Linked DNA regions of Oryctolagus cuniculus: region 1 is linked to region 2. A link is a contact called in public Hi-C data. All regions are on one chromosome and are shown on one strand. The core of a region is the stretch at or near the end of the contact, and the rest is flanking DNA. Distances in the headings are between cores, read along the strand shown. Region 1 has its middle 8.2 kb from the start of PLBD1. Region 2 has its middle 96 kb from the start of ATF7IP.

What was found. Hi-C and Micro-C count contacts between places; a contact is called where the count stands out from the background.
Region 1: a contact with region 2 is called in a Hi-C map of skin fibroblasts, with 1.6 times the contacts expected there. The contact joins two enhancer-like sites. A contact is called at or near these places in 2 of 6 Hi-C or Micro-C datasets (skin fibroblasts and an unstated tissue).

Annotation. Positions count from the first base shown.
Region 1 is chr9:112,404,103-112,410,873 of mOryCun1.1, forward strand. No RefSeq gene overlaps it. Among named protein-coding and RNA genes, the nearest start is that of PLBD1, 8.2 kb to the left of the region's middle. Within about 2 kb of position 4,084, at least 1 of the 8 cell types and tissues checked has an H3K27ac peak or open chromatin away from gene starts, as enhancers often do.
Region 2 is chr9:112,087,238-112,094,110 of mOryCun1.1, forward strand. No RefSeq gene overlaps it. Among named protein-coding and RNA genes, the nearest start is that of ATF7IP, 96 kb to the right of the region's middle. Within about 2 kb of position 1,319, at least 1 of the 8 cell types and tissues checked has an H3K27ac peak or open chromatin away from gene starts, as enhancers often do.

The sequences.
Region 1 (6,771 bases), core at 2,834-5,333, 320 kb after region 2:
ATAATTCACTGAATTGTTATACTGTATGCCAGAGCCACGACCCTGCAGCCTTGAAGTCTTCTCTTTCAGCCACAAAAGGGTAAAGACTTTGGTATCTTTTTTTAAAAAAAGATATTTATTTATTTGAAAGGCAGAGTTATGCAGAAAGAAGAGAGACAGAAACAGTAGAGAAAGAGAGATCTTCTACCTGCAGGTTCCTCCCCAAATGTCTGCAATGGCGAGCTGGGCCAGACTGAAACCAGGAGCCAGGAGCTTCATCCAGATCTCCCACATGGCTGCAGGGGTCCAAGGACTTGGACCATCTTCTGCTGCTTTCCCAGGCACATTAGGAGGGAGCTGAATTAAAAGTAGATCAGCCAGAACTCAAACTGGTGCCCGTATGAGATACGAACATCTCGGGCAGCCCAACCTGCTACACTACAAAGCCGACCTTGCCCTCTGGTATCTTAATCACTTCTGGTAACCTTCCACTTGCAAGAACTAAACATATTGTCTGTGTGCTAACCAGACTGGAAAATGTAGCCCCTAGCTAGAACGTCATCTCTCAGTGTGGAAACAGGTTTTTGGTAGGCAGCCAGCTCTTTCTGACACATTTGGCAACCTCTACATCTGGACCGCAGGATCCTATTGGGTTCTTTGACTCCTTCTCAGTTCCCTCTGAACTCTAGGGGAGTGGCAGTCAGGACTTAACGATACTCTGATCTGGCGTACATCAGTCAGTGAGCCTGACCTCAGGGGCATCTCCCCAAATACCTCCCTCAGTCATTGCTGCTCTGGAACCCAGACATCATGAGGGGCTTTCTTTTTTCCTTTTCAAGGCTTGCAAGTTCACAGGCTCTTTGCGGAAGGGTTAAACAAAGCTCCTTTGCTCTGGCCATTCGAGATCTATCTTGAATTTTTATTACCAAATATTTCCACACACACCCAGCCCCACCAATTCAATTTGGTGACTCCATTTAGAGAAGTTTGGCACTAGGCTCTTCATGTTGACCTACTGCTTAGGGGACTTCAAAAAGTTTGCAGAAAAATGAAATAAAAAAGATGGTTTGATTTGGCGCAAAACTAATCTGAAATCCATGAATAGTTTTTCTGTAATAACATTTCCCATAAACTTTTTGAAGACCTTCTGTATGCATTGTTTCAATTTCTTTTCTGCACCAAAGTTTAAAATGCCCACCCCTAAATTTATCTTTTCTTTTAATCTTTATTATTTTATTTATTTGAAAGGCAGAGTGACAGAGGGGGAGAAAGAGAGAGGGAGAGAGAGAGAGAGAGAGAGAGATGTCCTGTCCACTTTTACTCCCCAAATGGTTGTGACAAAGCCCAGGAGCCAGATATTCCATTTTGTTCTCCTATGTTGGTGGCAGTGGGTCCAGACACTTGGGGCATCATCAGCTGATTTTTTAGGCAAATTTGCAGGGAGCTGAATAGGAAGCAGCCAGGACTCAAATAAGACTCTGACAAGGGATTGCTGGAGTCACAGGCAGCAGCTTAACCCACTGTGCCACAATGCCTGCCCCTAAATTTATCTTTAATTTAATTTTCCATAAGCATCTGTGTGTGTGTTTGTGTGTGTGTGTAAAATCAGCAACAGCTTTTCAAACTTTTTATTGCTGTGGATAGGAAAGAATTCAACTTCAGCATAATTCTTATTCCAATGTATTGTTCTTCAATATATTTTATGCCATTTTATTTCAGCCTGTGCCTTTCCATTTTTCCAGCCAAGCTTTTGAATATTTCAAAACATTTTTGTCCCTCAGATTCATGGCTCTTACATTTTAATGGATTTTGAAAACCATTTTCTTTGTACATAAAACACCTCAAAAAGTCACAAATTTTATTATTTGGTTTTCTAATGTTTTGTTTTCATCTTTCTTGAACAATAAACCTAAGATTCATGGAATAAATCTAGTGGTACAAGATTTACCAGGTTCAATATGAATTTCTCAGGAGAAAACTCGGGGGGGGGGGATATTTTAGATGACCGTGTGACTGCATGTATGTATATTGACTTCTGTAATTGATTTTCTTTTGTATTTTCCCATCCATTATTATGTAGTTAAACTCAACCACTGGATTCATAGACTTCAGAATATTGAGTCTAAATTGCTGCGGAACCTAAGAAAGGATGAATATTGCTCAGAAATCCTGGGTATGGCTTGACGTCTATGGAGCTTGTCTTGCTCATTTATAACAGTCTTTACCATCTGTTTATCTGCTCTTTCACCTACTTGCCTGCCATTTGTATACAATTCCATTCACTGTGGTTTCCAACCTGTAGATGTCTTACAAATTGGTATACCAAGGAGGGGCTGCCCCCAGCAAGGGGCTGTAAGACTGCCAGCATGCCTTACCTTTGGGATCATGAGATCAGTGGTGAACTGTGAACCAGGAAAGAACTGGCTATGGTAGAAGAGGTAGAAGTTAACGAAGAAGTTTCTGTATAGGTTGAATACTGACTAAATGGCCTGTTTAGCTTTTCTTTCTTTTTTTCCTTTCTTTCCTTCCTTCTTTCTCTTTCTTTCTCTCTCTTTGCCTCCCTCCCTCCCTCCCTCCATCCCTTCCTTCCTTCCTTCCAGGCAGGCAGTGAGAGAGAGAGAAAGTGAGCAAGCTTCCATCTACTGGTTCACACACTTCCCACCCCACCTCTGCCCCAAATGCCTGCAATAGCTGAGGATGTACTGGGTGACAGCCAGTTATTCAATCCAAGTCTCCCATGTGGGTCTGCATTGGCTGGAAGCTGCAGTTAGGAACTGCAGCTGGGACTCAAACCCAGACACTCCGATGTGGATACAGAACGGCAGCACAACTGGTAGACCAGCTGCCTGCTCCTATTACCATTTTCCTGCAGATGGCAAAGTCACAAACCTTACCCTCTGTTGGTGGACAATCTCTCACCCTTACCTTCAAAGAGGCTGGAAAAGTCATTCTTGAATACTGTCAGGGCTGAGACCATTTTCTGCATTGCTTAAGGGATGTAATTTTTACCTGACCTTTCTTTTTCCTTTTGTAATTTTTCTAAACCTTTCTTCAGTTCCTTCCTGAGTATCTACAACCTTGTGTGGCTGGCATCAACTTCCTCTCTATTTACTTTTTCTCCCTTCTTACTATCTTGGTCTTCTCTTCGTTCTACAGAAAGTGCAAATGCCAAACAAAAACAATTAGCAAGATACAACCTTTTTCTTTTTTTTAGTGATGTTCAGCCTTGAATGCAGATGCAGAATATTTCCGTATTAAATAGTCACTGCTAGGGGCTGGCACAGTGGTGTAGTGGGTAAAGCCGCTGCCTGCAGTGCCGGCATCCCATATGGGCACCAGTCCACGTCCCAGCTGCTCCACTTCTGATCCAGCTCTCTGCTATGGCCTGGGAAAGCAGTAGAAGATGGTCCAAGTCCTTGGGCCCCTGCACCTGTGTGGGACACCCAGAAGAAGCTCCTGGTTTCTAGCTTCTGATTGGCATGGCTCTGCTCAATGCAGCCATCTGGGGAGTGAACCAGCGATGAAGACCTCTCTCTCTCTCTTCTCTCTCTCTCTCTCTCTCTGCAACTCTGCCTTTCAAATAAAATGAATAAATCTTTTTAAAAAAAATTTAGTCACTGCTCTCCTTTCAGGTTATAAAGAAGGATTTAAGCCCTTAAGGTATTGGCACAACAATGAATAAGTGAAAAGTGTTTGATAAATATTTGATGAATTGGGCTCCTACTGCCTATATAAAGATAATAAGAATCACCTGAGGCAGTTCATTCTTGGAAAGTGGCCAAAAACCAACATCTAAATATAACTCAGGGTCAAAAACTTCAGAATTATTTCTGGGGAAAGATCCATTTCAGTGTAGTTGTGTAAGCTAGATGAAAATCTTCTGGATATGGGGAATTGAGTTAGAAACTGTGCTTATCAATCTTTGTACAACTGTAGTCTGAGATTGGAGTTCTGGAGCCCAGCCAAGAGAAATCTGAGTACTCCCTCTGTTGAGAAGCATGCACTATCTGCTAACCCTTTCAATTTTAAGATGAGTAAAAAGAAACAAGAGCCAGTATTGTGTGGAAGTAGAGATCCCCAAATTATATTATGGAGATTGATACCCCTGGCTGGCTCAGAGAGACCCCCTGCTAGGCTTAGTCCAGGTTCCTGTCTTCTCACATGTAAGAATACAATTAGGAGACTTAGAGCACACAAGCAGGATTTATTGAAAGGCAGAGGGATAATACACTCTCAGACTTGACTAAAGGCAACCTCAAGACAGAGAAATGCCCCCATGCAGCCTAATGTCACCCTTTTATGGGGTAGGGGCCTCAAGGCCTGACTGAAGATCCTAAGGAGACAGGATTTGGCCAGGGAGCTGCTGCCCATGGTAATTGCCAAGGTGACTTGGCACCTGGTGCCTGGTGTAAGGTGAGGCTTAGTTGCATGATTACAAGTGGGTGTGCCGAGGCTTCAGCTATGTCAAATTGGCATGTGAGATGATGGGATTTGGGTGGTGCCCATGGCTTGGGTTTTGGTAGACCTTATCCTTTCCTGACTCCCTGCCTCAACCACATCAGCAAGACATGGAGTCTTTGAAAATTATTACAGGATAAGAAAAGGGGTCATCACCCTGAAATCTTAAAATCTCTTAGAATTTTAGAAACCAAAAGAGATTTTAGAAAATATTTTGGCATCTCCCATAGAGTATAGGAAAATGCAGCTTCTATTTACTAAGAACATTTCTTTTTCTTTTTTTAGAATTAATTTATTTTATTTGAAAAGCAGAGTTATAAAGAGAGATATTCCGTCCACTGGCTCACTCTCCAAACGGCCACAAAGCCAGGAGCCAGGAGGTTCTTTCAGGTCTCCTAGATGGATGCAGGGGTCCAAGCACTTGGGCTACTTTCCACTGCTTTCCCAGGCATACTAGCAGGGAGCTGGATTAGAGTGGAGCAGCCAGGAATCGAACTGGCACCTGTATGGGATGCTGGCGCTGCAGGCAGTGGCTTTATCTGCTACTCCACAATGCCAGCCCCAAGAACCTTTCTAAACAAAAGCAGATTGGAAGGAAAATACAAAAGATGAAGAGGGAGATAGAATGAAAACAGACTGATAGAAAACTAAAAAGAGTGGAATTAACATTCCCAGTGGAGTCTAATAGTACAGAGGAGTAATTAGCATTGAGAAGCCATCAGTATAGGGTTGGCATTGTGGCATAGTGGGTTAAACTGAGGTCACTGGCATCCGATATGGGTGCCTGTCCAACTCCCTGCTAGTGTTCCTGTGAATGCAGCAATGATGGCCTAAATACTTGGGCCCCTGTGCCCATGTAGGAGACCCTGGTGAAGTTCTGGCCTCCTGGCTACTGGCACATTCATTGTGGGCATTTGGGGAGTGGACCAATGGATGGAAGATCTCTCTTTCTCTTTGTTTCTCCCTCTTAAGAAAAAAAGTCAGTTACGTAATGGACACTCCTCACCCCTTCCTGCAAAATACCAATTCCCCCACCAAAAAATAAAAAAAAAATTAAAAAATGAAGGACACTTTCTCAACAACAGTTCAACAGAGGGATGACCAAAGGCAGTGTCTGATCTGTAATTGGATCCTGAGGAGGGTGTGTGGGGGTAGGGGTGGGTTGGATATCTAAGAAAGACATTTTTTGGGGGGAGGAAATATTTGGAGACATTTGAATACGTAATGATTACACAAGATAGTAGTATATGTCTTTAACTTTCTTGGATTGAAAATGGTATCGTGGGGGCTGGGATTGTGGCATAGTGAGTTAAGCTACGGCCTGCAATGCCACCATCCCATATAGATGCCACTACTCCACTTTCAATCCAGCTCCCTGCTAATGTGTTTGAGGTAGCAGCAAAAGATGGCCCAAGTACTTAGGCCCCTGCCACCCACGTGGGAGACCTAGAAGAAGCTCCGGGCTCCTGGCCCAACCCTGGCTGTTGTGATCACTTAGCAAATGAAACATTGGATGGAAGATTTCTCTCTGTCTCTCCCCTCTCTGTTATTACTCTGCCTTTCAAATAAACAAAAAATAAATATTTAAAAAATAAGCAAGAAAATGAAGAAAATGGTATTGTGGATATGCAGAAAGATGATCTAATTATTGTGGGACACAGATGTTGTGGAATGTCATGTTTGCAGCTCCCTTGAAAATGGTTTGGTAAAAATAAATGTATATATGACTGGACAGAAGTATAATAGGTGGGTGAGGGGTGATAATCACTAATAGTTTCAGCAAAGACTAGCTTAAACAGATGGATTTTAATGACTGTTGACTTTCCAGACGGCTTTTCTTACCATCTGGTTTCTCCTTTTCCAAGCTACCATCAGTGCCTACGCCCTAGGCAACACTTCCCTGTCCTCCTGGCAAGCAGCACATTCCTCTCTTATCACCACTTCTTTCAAGTCTAAGTATTTCAGGCTCCCCAGCCCTGGAGGCTGAACTTTCTCTCAGCAAAGGTGAGTCTCTGTTGGTTCACTCCTCCAGTGACCACAAAGACTGGGGCTGGTCCAGGCTGAAGCCAGGGACCTGGAACGACATTTCAGGTCTCCAGTGTGCATCAGGGGCCCAAGTACTGCTGCTTTTCCAGGCACATTGGCAGGAAGCTGGAATGAAGGAGGAGCTGCTGGGACTTGAATGGGCTCTCTGATAGGGGACGCTGCTGTCAAGGACTGCGGCTTTAGTCTGCTAGGCCACAACACTGGCTCCTACATCCTGTAGGATATATAAATTATGTATTTACTTTCTGCTGAAGTAAATATAATAAATAAAATGCAAACAAATAGATT
Region 2 (6,873 bases), core at 69-2,568:
ACTCTACCCCAGTGGTTAGCCCAGAGGAAATTTTGCCCCCAGGAGAGATTTTGCAACGTCTGGAAACATTTTTGGTTGTCACAACTGGAGGAAAGATGATGGCAGCTGGAGGGCAGAGGTCAAGGATGTAGCTAAACATCTTACAACGCACAAGCAGCTTCCCACAACAAAATAAATGATCTGACCCAAAATAGTGCCAGTGCGAAAAAAATGTTCTTACCGCAAATTACAACTCTTGGAATGGCAAGGTTAGAGAGAGGAAAACGGCAAAAGATGGAAGTCAGAAAGACAAAGAGGGGACAGAACTGGGAAAGCCTCATTGATTAAAAAAATAGGCTTTATCCTAAATACCCGAGAAAGCCGAGCACGATCAGATTTGAATAGCAGCAAAACCACTATGGCTGCAGGAAGAGAACGAATTGAAGATGGCTGGGCTAAGAAAGAACAAAGAAAATAGTGCTTTAACCATTTCTCTTGTTTTCTTTATCAAGGGAAATATCTTCAGAATGAAAAAAATAAATAAATAAAAGTAAGGCTGGTTAAGAGGACACTGAACTCCAGGATTGATGAGAGCTTGTGAGAGAGCAAACAGCTGCTCTCATGATTTCAAGATCTCTGACAAAGATAAATCTATCTGCGCATCTGCACCTCATTTCCTGGATCCCTCCCTCCCTCCCTCCCTCCCTCCCTCCCTCCGCGGCAGCACTGTGCTCCACCCCTCGCCCCAGCGCTGCTGCGGTGCCTGTGGTGCCTCAAGCTCTTCACCGGCCTCCATACCTTGGCTCCCACTCTTACCCTGCTAGACTGGCAGCCCAGGTTTGACCTGTGCTTGCAGTTCTGAATGGGAAACCACCCACTAGCCCTTTGTCCACAGATGAGGGTTAAAATGCCCTACCCCTTAGCCTCAAGCACAGGGAGACCAAACCCCTGGGTGGCAGAGAGGAGAGGGGTGGGAATCACAACTTCCTTCCTAGATCTTTTTATAAGGGAAGTTATGTGTTTCTTCCGGGTGTGGCTCCCCTTTCTTCTTCCCTTTCACCCATATCACTCCTACCTGATATCCATCCCCACCACAACACGTCAACATCCTAATAGGTATCTGTCTCATCTTCTCCATTTTTACATGAACTAAGTAAATAAGAAGATATTAAGCAGAACAGAAACATGAGGTTGATACCCCAGCTTGCTCCCTGCTAGCTGGACACAGTTGGAAGCCACAGCTCAAGGAAGCTCACTGACCCAGTTCATTGAGGTCAGCCTCTGCCTCCTGGGGCACAAAGCAGGAAAGAGAAGAGGACCTTGAATCCCAAAAAGGAAAATATTTTCAGTGCAAGCTTTTTCTCCACTGCTGTACCGTGTTCTACCACACAACTTAAAAAAAAAAAAAAAGAGTACTTTCAAAAGTCCATGAAAAATGGAAACAATACAGTTTCCATAAACTTTCCAAAATATTTTTATTTCTTTTTATTTGAAAGCCAGAGAGAGAGAGAGAGAGAGAGCGCGCAAGCGAGCACTCTTTGATTTCCTGGTTCACTCCCCAGATGCCTGCAACAGCCAGCGCTAGGTCAGGCTGAAACTGAAGTAGGCAGGCATACAGGCTAAAATTGATTAGTTTTGTGAGCTGGAAGACCACGCCTTCGCCACGCCCCTGTGTGACCTCACGCCCTACCTGGCCACACCTGAGTGCCCAATGGCTAATCAGATTAATTAACCACTCCCCTTTGGAAGTGGGTTAAAACCTGGGACACAGTGTGTCCCACCCTTCTCTTCTGTTTCCTGGCCTCTTGCCAGGAGGGGACTAGCTGTAGCCCTGCACCTCCAGGGCACATGGCCTTCGGGCCGCCCACCCTAGGCCTCCTGGCCTAGATACTCCACCACGTGGCTGGTTCCGGGTGCTCGGTATGAACCCAGATTTACCTCTCTCTCTCTCTTAGATAAAGTTCTCACTCTCATACAGATCTTTCTCACTAAATAAAAGCCTAAAATGTACCATGCTGCCTCATTTATTTATACAGGTATTTAGAATTCTTCTCTAAATATTAGGCAAGAACCCTCTTGGGCTTATTAATATTGGGGATTTATTAATAAGCATATGCTGATATCGTATAGCACCCCAAATTGCGGTAGCGTATGTGGCATCCCATATGGCACTTTTGGGGAACTTTAAGGGGCCACATTTTCGTATAAATTTTAGGAGGTCATCTCCAATATCAAAGCCAGTTTCTTGATTTCATCAGGGTGTTATCATTCTCTATAAATAACCATATAATATCTAGTTGTTTACAAATTACTTTCTTTTTCAAGGGCAATGTTTCCTTTTTAAAAAGATGTATTTATTTATTTGAAAGGCATAGTTACAGAGAGAGATCTTCCATTCACTGGTTTACTGCCCAAATAGCCACAAAGGCCAGGACTGGCCCAGACTGAAGCCAGGAACTCCATCAGGGTCTCCTACATGGGTGGCAGGGTCCCAAGCACTTGAGCCGTCTCCCACTGCTCTCCCATGTACATTTGCATGGAGCTAGATTGGAAGTGAAGCAGTCGGGACTCGAAGCAGCGCTCATTTGGGATGCCAGTGTCACAGGGGCAGCTTAACCCGTTGTACCACATTGTAGATACTGGAGCCTGATTCTTCTAGAAGATTGATGATATTTTATTTAAGAGGCACAAGTCCAAGGCGCAAACATCAGGGAAAAGGGGGACTAAGGCATGAAAAGATACAAAGCAATAACATACAAGCCATTACCACGTTGAATCACAACAAGCCACAAAAAGATGGTGGGTCCCTTGGCAGCTATATTCACACAGCACAAGAACCTTTTACCAGAATGTCTGAAAAACCAAGTACACCACAGCATTCTCTACAGAAGAAAAAAGGAAGAGAATATTTATTTGCCCATCTCTCTCTGTGCCTCTCCTCTCCCACCCAGTGCATAGGTCAAGATTAACCTCAGAAGGAGCTGACCACCTTTCCTACTCCTGTATTTCAGAGTTGCACCATCTGGCTTCTTGGTGGTAACTCGGGAAATCAAATACCATATTCCATGTGTGGCGTTTATATCCAAGCCTAGACAGGAAGAGACCATGCATTGTGACCAGGACTTGATATAGCAAATTGAGGGCTGTGGAAGTCTAGGCTTTTGACTCAGACTCCAGGTAGTTCAAGAAGTTTGACAAAGTCACAAGCAAGAGCAGCAATGTCCATGCCAATGAGGAGGTGACTATTTCCTTTAGAAAGGAGTTGGTCCCAAGAAACTGAGAAATTTCAGACACATACAGTATTTTTAGCATTACCTGCTGGGGCAAAATTGCTCTCCAAAGTAATTGTATGAATTTATACTTCCACCAGCAGTCTAGAAGAATTCCAGTTCTACATCCTTGCCAACACTTGGTACTATCATGCCTTAGATATGTAACTCATCTCATGAATGTGTAACAATATCTGATATTATCTCAATTTGTATTTATTAATAGTGAGACCATATACTGTCGCTCCCCCTCTTCGTGGAGGAACGACACAGGACCCTGCGCTGTTCTTTCGTCTGCTCGGCCCTCCCCGGGTTTGCTGCTGGTTCTTCCCGGGTTGGCTGCCGTCCCTTCCACCTCCGTGGAAGGGCGGTTCCCCCTGGCCACTTTCCCCACTTCCGCAGGGGAGCAGCACACCACCGGCCGGCTCTCTCGGGGGCTGCACAGGTGTTCCTTCAGATAGATGTTCCCCTTAGATGTTCCTGGTGCATGTTGTCTCTCTCCTCCTTTATAGTCCTCTTCCACCAATCCCAACTCTGCTACCCACACGCCGAGTACGCTGCTCTCCTCCAATCAGGAGCAGGTCCTACAGTTTATTGGTTGAACTGGAGGCAGCTGTGTAGAAGCTGTTTCTCCCTTCTCAGCGCCATATTGTGGGAGAGCAGATGCATAGAATAAGTCTTAATTCCAGTAACTTAGTCTAGTCCGAGTTGCTCCCCACAATATACCTTTACATTCAGTGAATTAACTACTTAAAAATTTTACCAATTTTTAATATTTATTGTCTTTTACATAGTGATTGGCAATTCTTTACATCTTCTGAATATGAAAATATGAATATTTTTCATATTATAAGCTTTTTTCTGTTGAAGATCACACTTTCACTTTAGTATATAGTAAGTTTTGATGAAGAGAATTTTTTTTATTTCAATAGAGTGAAATATATCAAATCTTGCCTTTCATGCAGGGTTTCATTAGGAATGGCCACTGAAATTTATCAATTATTTCTTTAAAATCCACTGATAAGATTTTAAAAACCTCTTTATGTCATTAATTATATTGATACTTTTCCTGATATTGAACTATCCTTGAATTCCTACAATAAATCCTACTTGGGTATTCTTTATTGTTAATAATTAATAACTACTGGATTTTATTTATTAATATTTTGCATAATTTTTGCATCTGTATTAGTAAGTGATAATAGGGGTGCACAGTAGCTAGGACACCATTTGAGAGCCCATATCCCATATCAGAGAGCCTGAGTTCAAGTGTCAGCGCTCTTCCAATTCCAGCTAATGTGCATCCCAAGAGGCAGCAGGTGATGGCTCAAACATTGGGGTCTCTCTCACATGAGAGACCCAGATTGCCTTTTGACAATGACTTCACTTTTTTAAATTAAGTTTAACTATATTAAAGTATCTTCTTAGAATTCTGCCCATTTCCTATACATTTCCTTCTTCTCTCTTTAAAAAGTTTCTCAGTTCCAAAACACATTGTCTAAGAGACCAGCAGCTTGTTGTTGCTTGCAATTCGGGAATCCCATATCAGAGCACTGGTTCAAGTTCCAGCTATTCTGCTTCCAATCCAGATCCCTGCTAATGCACCTGGGAAGGCATGTGGAAGGTAGTGCAAGTGCTTAAGTATCTGCCACCCACGTGGGAGACCTAGATAGAGTTCCTGGCTCCTGGCTCCTGGCTTCAGCCTGGCCCAGCCCCCGTTATTGGAGGATGAACCAGTGAATGGAAGATCTCTTTCTCTCTGTCTCTCCCTCTGTAAATTTGCCTTTCAAATAAATAAATAAATAAATCTTAAATATGAGTGTGTGTGTGTGCATGTATTGTCTAGGGCATACTTTGAAAACTCTTCTTTTTGAAAGTGCTAGTAAAACATATTCTAGTAAGAAGATGCCCCTTTACCAGTAATCCATGCACAGCTATATACATAACTGGCTCTTAAAAGCAAAAAAACATGGGGCTGGCATTGTGGTATAATGGGCTAAGCCATCGCCTGCTGTCGCTCCCCCTCTTCGTGGAGGAACGACACTAAACCCTGTGCTGTTCTTTCGTCTGCTCGGCCCTCCCCGGGTTTGCTGCTGGTTCTTCCCGGGTTGGCTGCCGTCCCTTCCACCTCCGTGGAAGGGCGGTTCCCCCTGCCACATTCCCCACTTCCGCAGGGGAGCGGCACACCGCCGGCCGGCTCTCTCGGGGGCTGCACAGGTGTTCCTTCAGATAGATGTTCCCCTTAGATGTTCCTGGTGCATGCCGTCTCTCTCCTCCTTTATAGTCCTCCTCTGCCAATCCCAACTCGGCTGCCCACACGCCGAGTACGCTGCTCTCCTCCAATCAGGAGCAAGTCCTACAGTTTATTGGCTGAACTGGAGGCAGCTGTGTAAAAGCTGTTTTCTTCTCTCCCAGCGCCATATTGTGGGAGAGCAGATGCATAGAATAAGTCTTAATTCCAGTAACTTAGTCTAGTCCGGGTTGCTCCCCACAGCCTGCAATGCCAGCATTCTATGTGGGCATCAGTTCACACCCCAACTACTCCACTTTCAATTCAGTTCCTTATTAATGTGCCTGGGAAAGCACTGGAAGATGCTTCAGGTGCTTGGGCCCCTGTACCCACATGGGAGACCTGGATGAAGCTCCTGGCTCCAGCCTTGTCCAGTCCTGGCAGTTGCAAACATTTGGGGAGTGAGCCAGCAGATGGAAGCGCTCTCTCGCTATCTCTCTCTCTCTCTCCCTCCCTCCTCTTCTTTCTCTCTCTGTAACTCTGGATTTCAAATAAATAAAATAAATATGTTTTTAAAAAGAAGAAGAGGTGCAGCAGGTTAAAGCTTTGGCCTGAAACACTGGCATCCCATATGGGCACCGGTTCTAATCCCAGCTGCTCCACTTCCAATCCAGCTCTCTGCTATGGCCTGGGAAAGCAGTAGAAGATGGCCCATGTCCTTGGGCCCCTGTACCCACATGGGAGATCTGGAAGAAGCTCCTGGCTCCTGCTTTCGGATCAGCACAGCTCCAGCCGTTGCGGCCAATTGGGGAGTGAACCAGCGGATGGAATACCTCTCTCTCTCTCCTTCTCGCTCTGTGTAACTCTGACTTTCAAATAAATAAGTAAATCTTTTAAAAAAATATGCCTTTTCAATATAGCTGGTTATAAGGCCATGGTGTTGGGCCCACCATTGTGGCATAGCAAGTTAAGCCACCACTTGTGATTCAGGGATGCTATATTGAGTCCTGGCTGCTCCATTTTCTTTCCTTTTTTTTTTTAAGCTTAAGTAATAAAAACTGAGAATTCCTGGGATGGTGGTTATTTCCTTCTAGTCTTAAGAGAGAGAACATCACTGTAGGAAATCACTGAGAAATCAAACTGTCCCAATATCTCTGGCCAAGAGAGGGAGGAACAAAGTCATTTTTCCCAAGAGTCTGTCTTTAGGCTTCCTTAACCCAAGACAGCATTGTGGAGATGGATGCGGAGGGGATCATCACAGGATACTGGGGGCGGACATGGCTGTGTGCTCCATTTTCAATCCAGCTTCCTACTGACAAAGCTGGGAAGAAAGAGGAGGAGGATGTGTCAATAGGCAGTTAGGTTGGTCACTGTGGAAAATGAGGAAAAGAGGCG